Linked DNA regions of Zea mays: region 2 is linked to region 1. Evidence: chromatin contacts called from public HiChIP or PLAC-seq data. All regions are on one chromosome and are shown on one strand. The core of a region is the stretch at or near the end of the contact, and the rest is flanking DNA. Distances in the headings are between cores, read along the strand shown. Region 1 holds the start of LOC100278423 (Nuclear factor 1 A-type). Region 2 holds the start of LOC541691 (RNA polymerase sigma factor sigA).

Region 1 (3,482 bases), core at 33-2,532:
CGGATGCCTGAGACAGGTTTGTGTGTGTTGTAGAAGGTGAGCTATAAAATAAGTAGCATCTAGGACTAGGATATAGTATCCCCCTAAGAAGATTGTGTTTGAGTCAGGTTCATAGCTAAAATGTCATCTCGAACACAATCGTTCGGGCCATAGAAATAAAAATGATGTAGAATCAAATCATAGGAATAGTTCGCCGATCGTGCTCGTGAAGGATAGCGGTAGCAATTGTACCGGTAGTAACAACAACAACAACAAAAGTAATAATAGAGAAACAGGGCCCACATGCCTGTGAAACACTCAATTACTCAAGCACGAGCTTGTTCGGAAATTCCTGCGTCGGGAATCCGATTGTAGTGCTACAATACATACACTGCAGGTACATGTACATCCATACAGTCAGGGGCGAAGCCAAGGGGGTGGGGCAGGGGCCTTGCCCCCCTAACCATCCCATATTGTTTATGAAACATGGATAAATTTCTCTATCAAGTAAAAATTTGTCGTATTTCTGAATCATCAAATTCGCCGCTAAGTAATAAAATTGATGAATTCAGCTCAAAGTTGTCACCAGATAGTTGTTGTGTGCACGACAAATTTGGTGCTTCACCTTTATTATACAACCAACTAGAGCCAAATACATTACGATCACTTGTTGATTTGATAATAGCCTTGTCAAATTGTGTAAAAGTTTCATGTATCAAATGGTTTACGGATTATTAAGATTAATGGTTACCCTTCGAGTCTCAACTACAACAACTAAGAGAGCCTTTTAGCTACAAAACTTATCAAAACACATCTATAAAATAAAATAGGAGATGACTTTATGTGAAGTTACTTCATCATCTATATTAATATAAAATTGATAGCTATGATCAAATCTCCTGACATAATCGAAGCTTTTGATTTGGCCAATCAACATAGAAACAAATTATTTTGATCTCGATTAAAGTTACTTAATATACAATTTTATGATGCAAGTCTTTTTTTTATTAATTTATTATCTATGTATAAAAAAATGTTAAACTAAATTAGTATATGTGTATATATTCTAAGATTTTTTCACCTTTTATTATTTAATGAATTACTCGCCCCTCCTATACCATAATCCTGGCCGCCCCTGCATACAGTGCGAAAATGCGAGCGGACTAGTTGACTGACCTCGCCGGAGTGGGTCGCCGTCGTTCCAGGCTGTCGGAAAGCGAGGCCGCAAGTGGGGGCTCGGTGCGCTCCAGCTGGCTCTCATTCCGCTGCCGTCATCTCTCATCCCGTGCGACACTCCACAGCATCCATCAACTCAACATCATCAGCTCGCGTTGCGTGCTCGGCCCGCCTAATCCTCTTTCTTTAGCTCAAGACCGGCGACTAAATTTGGCGCCAGCCGGCAGCAGGGGGTATAAGTAGTCGCCGCCGCCGTCTTCCTCGCACCTCCCCGCTCCGCTCTCCCTTGTCGAGTTCTCAGCACCGGCCGATCCATCCTCCTCCGCCTCCCTCGGTTCGGCCTCTGGCCTGCACACCATGAACTCTCGCTTCCGGAGCCTCTGGAGAGCCATGGCTGGGGCTTTGCAGCCGCCGTGCCGCCTCGGAGCTGCCGCGTGTAGCTTGCTCGCTAAGCAGCAGCTATAGTAGCTGAGCGAGTGCGTCCATCGATCGGAGTCGTCCACCTCCGTCTCCCTTTGCGATTCGGCGTCGTGAACTCGTGTTCTTGAGCGTGGGGGCAAGGGGCAGAGCAACAAGGAGACACTTCTTCTTCTTCTTTACAACAAATAAGAAAGGTAAATTTCAGTCCAATTCAGTTCTATATGTTTAAGTTCCTTTCCGTTGCTCCTGAAGACCTGAACAGAACCTTTTAAATTTGGCGTCTATCTTACTATCTACATACATACAGTTCTAAACAGCAAGACATGCCTACTACTTTCAGACATAGAAGCATGCGTGTATGTGCATATACATACATGTATCTACTACTATACTAGTATCAATTTCTTGTGTTAAGCATGTACTCTTGATGACTAGTACTTTTTAATTTGTAACTGGGGAGTGGACGAGTGATTGGGGGGGGGGGGGGGGGGGGGTCTGGGCTTTTGCTTCATTTTGTTCTAGAAAAGCAAAGCAATCAGAGGGATGGAAAGAGGAAGGAGAAAAGAAAGGGGGGCACATGCAGACGGCTGACTGACCGCGTTGTTGCCAGCGCAACACATCTCTTCTTCCTCGTCTGACCGGGACTCGCACACGCTTTGCTTTTGTTCTGGTCCTCCTTTGCATGGTGGTTCTGGTCTCTTTTTATCTCCCCCCTGCCTTTTGTCCTTTGAGGATCAAAAGGCCTGCGATTCCAACAAATCCTCCAACCAAGCAATAAAGTTTTGGACGAAAAAAACAAAGATGTAACGAACTCACACCAACTCTGTTTGATTGTTTCCAGTCTATTTCTCCCCCAATCTAGCACCTCAATTATGGAGCTATGGCCTCTTCTGGTTCTTCCTATCTAGAGTTGATTTACAAATGGATGAGATAGAAGAGCTAGAAGTAAAGAATTCATCTTTTTTTTTGCTGACCTATACATGCGACATGGGGTTGAATTAATAACTGAACGAACCCAAGAGTCCAAGACAAGAAAGAAACCGATGAAGTCATTCTCTGTTCCTGAATCTTGATCCGTCACGCCCGGCCATGGAAATGAGGTCAGAAGACTAGCCACTAGATAATACAGAGGGCATGGCGGTCAGAAGAACAAGAACTTGGACTTGGAGCTGCATCTGAAGGGGAGCGCGGTGCCGTTGGGCCAGAAGAAGCGGAGCTGGCACGCCAGGCGCGTCCACTGGTCGATGGCGACGATCCCCGCGACCTTCCATCGCGTCCGGGCCTCCCCCTCCACCCGGAACGGCACCACGCCGTCGCGGAGCGCGGCCTCCATGGCAGCGCTGCCGGCGTCGCCCAGCGGGACGCCCTGCGCGCGCGCCACGTACGCCAGCGGGAGGACGCCCCTGGCGGGCACGCGGAACGGGTCGGCGCGGAGCACCGCCAGCGTCGCGCCGGCGAACGCGAGGCGGCACTCGAGGCGCGAGAAGTAGGCCGCCGAGTGCGCGTTGCCGTTGCGGGCCTCCACCCGGACCGTGAGCTGCACGTCGTCCAGCGCCCCCGTCTGCCCGTACACCAGCGTGTTCAGGCTCGCCGCCCGCACCGCCAAGTACGGCGCGCGGGGCTGCAGCAGCAGCACCACCACAAGAACGGCCACGGCGCCCAGCAGCACCACGACCGCCAGCACCGTGAACAGCACTACCGCCGCCCACTCCGCCGCGCCCGACCGGTGCCTCCTGAAGCTGTACCGTCGTGGACGCTGAGGCTCCTCCTCCTCGCGCCCCCTCCACGTCTGCCATTCCGCCGGCTGGAGAGCGCCGCGGCGGCCGGGGCTCTGCTGCTCACGGGCGCGCGGGTCATGGGCCGCGTGGCTGCCGCCGCCGCCAGGGGGCTCGATTCTGGTGGACGAC
Region 2 (3,195 bases), core at 690-3,189, 430 kb before region 1:
TGCCAGACCGTCCGGTTTAATACGCGGACCGTCCGGCGCTATATTCGGACTGTCTGGCGCCATGTGCGGATGGTCCGAATGAGTTATCTAGGGTTTGCACGGCATGTGGCGGCTTGGGTGCATGCCTCAATAATTCGCTTTTAAAAATGGGACCGGTCGTCGCTAGCCCGAACGGTCCGCGCTCATGTGTGGACGGTCCGGACATGCGCAGATCGACAAATTTATCGCCGATGTGCGTGGGAGGCTGTTGTTGCCCAGGGTACATGTCTATTGACATCCCATAAAGGGGTTATGACTAGCCGTGACAACCTGTAGCCGATGAATCACGTGTGTATTCCCTCAGTTCAACCTCGTGCGAAGGAAGATTTGCAATAGTAGACTTATCAAGCGCACGCACTAGCCTTTTATGATCATTTTGTATATCCCCTACGATACGTTGCATCTGCTCTCGCTATTCGTCTATGTAAGCTTTAAGAGATTGGAGCTTATTGGTGCTACTTACATTAGGGGTATTCGTAATAGGTCGGAGCGAAGCCAGATCTGTTGCCCGTTGCCGCGACTTTGTTGTTCCTGTCCACCTTGAAGTCGGCTAGGAATTTCGCCTTTGCTTCCTGGATCAGCTGCTCCTGGCGCTCCTCGAACAGGAGTTGTTCTTCAACTGGCAAGGTTTCCCATGTCGGCTTGATGATATTGCTGGTGGAAACTACAGAGCTATCCTTTGGCCAATCTCGATAGGTCTATATGAAATCTTCCCTAGCGGAGTCACCAAAAAGTGTGTTGGTGCCCTTTTTAGGCGCCAATCACTCCGTGAGAACCGGCGGCGGTGCTCTCTGCACAGGCGCGGACGGTCCGCGGCCAGGGGCCGGACGGTCCGCGACCTGGCTCAGGGCTAGGGTTCCCTGCCTGACGTGTTGGACGGTCCGCGTGTGCGCAAGGGCGGCGAAGGTCGCGCGGCGGCGCCTGGATCTCGCTCCCGGGAGGGACCCCATCGAGGAGGAGAGATCCTAGGTGTTGTCTAGGCTCGGTAGGCCGACCTAGAGTCCTCTAATCGACGTAGAGTCGAAGAGAAGCGGAGAATTTGGAGATTGGAAGGCTAAAGTGGAACTAGACTAGAACTACTCCTAAATGTACAAGAAATAAATACGAGATAACTTGATATTTGATTCGATTGATGATTTTAATTGACCGTAATCCTCTATATTTATAGAGGAGGGGGCTGAACCCGTTACAAACTGATCTCCCGAGTTAATCCCGCGAATTTAGCTAACAACCATAGCACAAAACTCAGAACCCTAATTGGCTCTCCGCGCACGGATCATCCGCACCATCAGTGCGGACCATCCGGACCACGGACCGTCCGCACCACCAGTGCGGATCGTCCGAATCGCGGACCGTCTAGCCCCGATTTAGTGCTCAACAAGTCCCATCCATGTTGTGCTATATCTATATTGTGCCATTAACCGCCCGTGCTCAAGAAGTCCCATCCATGTTGTGCTATATCTATATTGTGCCATTAACCGCCCGACGACATAGCATGGCACAACATGAATTCTCCCAATTCCAAAGGAGATTTGAGTAGAGCGGCTTCTTCGGATTTCCGTGTCCATTTCCATTGGAACAGAAAAATCTGTTGACAATTTCTGTTTCTTCGAAAATACGAGAGAGAGAGAACATCAAGAACTGTGCAGGCCTGCCACCGCTGGTCAGCCTTGGCGCCCCACCAGCCCACGAATCGAAGAAAAGGCACACGAGGGGGAAGACGAGGCCACAAGGCGCCTGGACGACGAGCCCGATGGGCGTCGTGTGGTCGGCGTGCCGCGTGGAGGCAGCGCGATCTTTTTGCTGCCGCCCTGGTCGATCTCGTGGCGAATGCACGACCGCAGCAGCAACGACGAGCCCAGCGGAAAGCGACGAGGGACAGCCACAATATCTTCCGCACACCAATGGGCAATGGCCTCGCGCCTTCTCGCTCCCCGCACCCTATCCTCTCCTCTCAGCTCCCTTCCCGGCTGCGAGCAATGCTCCTACCTGGCTACCTCCATGCCGCGCGCGGTAACACCTCCGTCAGTCCCCGCCTGCTCGTAGTAAAACACTAGCGGACCAGCAAGCGCCTCTCTCTCTCTCTCTCTCTCTCTCTCTCTCTCTCTCTCTCTCTCTCTCTCTCTCTCTCTCTCTCTCTCTCTCTCTCTCCTCGCCTCGTCAGCCCCTCTCTCTCCCGGCGTGGGGTGGCCATATATAGCTTCGCCGCCTCCACTTGTCTTCTTTGTTTCACCACCAGTTCAGTTCAGTTTCTCGCCGCCGGCTTGCTAGTTGCTACTGCGCGCACTTCAGCTGCTTGCTGTTGTACCGCGGACTCTACCTCATCATTCGCCTTGCTGCCTCCGCCGCCTAGGTCGCGCAGGTTCGGTGAACGGGACGCCATGACCGCAACGCCGGCGGTGATCGGGCTGAGCGCCGGCAACCGCCTCCTGGCCACCTCATTCGGTTCCGCCGAGCTCGCTTCCCCGGACGCGTACCCGTCGCGGCAGTTCGCCGCTGCGGCGCCCAAGCTCACCGTCGTGGCGCACCGCGCCTCCGCCTCCGCCTCCTCCCCGGCCAACATCGGGGGCGCCGGCCACGCGCGCGCGCACGCCATCCGGGCGCTCAGGAACCACTCCGCGCCGGCGCTGGCCCCGCCTCCTCCGGCTGACCCGGCTCCGGAGCTGGACTCCAAGTTCGAGTTCGAGTCCTCGCTGGAGGCCATCGTGCTGCTGCAGCGCTCCATGCTCGAGAAGCAGTGGGAGCTGCCCTTCGAGGACGACATCTCCTCCACGGAGGACGAGGACGAGGACGAGAGGTCCACGGTGGTGGTGGCGCGGTCGGGCGTCTCGGCGCGGCAGCGGCGGATGAGCGGGCGGCGGCGGGGCGCTGTCGTTGGCCGGAAGAGCGTCACCGTCAGCCCGGAGCTGATGCAGAGCCGGAACCGCATCTACCTCCGGGGCACCGTCAGCAAGGACCTCCTCACGCACAAGCAGGTCGTCCAGCTCTCCAGGAAGATCAAGGACGGCATCTGGCTTCAGCACCAAAGATCCAAGTAAAATCCCAGTTCAAAACGCACCGACGTCCGCAGCATTAGAAATTTGACATCGTATCTCACAAAAACCAGAGCGTTTGCTTGCGTAATAGCTACATGTCACATTGAATGAGCCGGCCAGA

What was found. HiChIP or PLAC-seq counts read pairs in DNA pulled down with a chosen protein or histone mark.
Region 2: a contact with region 1 is called in an H3K4me3 HiChIP or PLAC-seq map of leaf, with 7 times the contacts expected there. The contact joins the promoter of LOC541691 here to the promoter of LOC100278423 in region 1. A contact is called at or near these places in 11 of 25 Hi-C or Micro-C datasets (bundle sheath, ear, leaf and 3 more) and 1 of 3 datasets of contacts at active chromatin or transcription factors (leaf).

Annotation. Positions count from the first base shown.
Region 1 is chr10:76,279,534-76,283,015 of Zm-B73-REFERENCE-NAM-5.0, reverse strand. It overlaps LOC100278423 (Nuclear factor 1 A-type), which reads left to right and starts at 1,282. Exons shown (of 3, transcript NM_001313771.1): 1 at 1,282-1,769.
Region 2 is chr10:76,713,874-76,717,068 of Zm-B73-REFERENCE-NAM-5.0, reverse strand. LOC541691 (RNA polymerase sigma factor sigA) reads left to right here and starts at 1,939. Exons shown (of 10, transcript NM_001319762.1): 1 at 1,939-2,052; 2 at 2,393-3,073. The coding sequence starts at 2,421.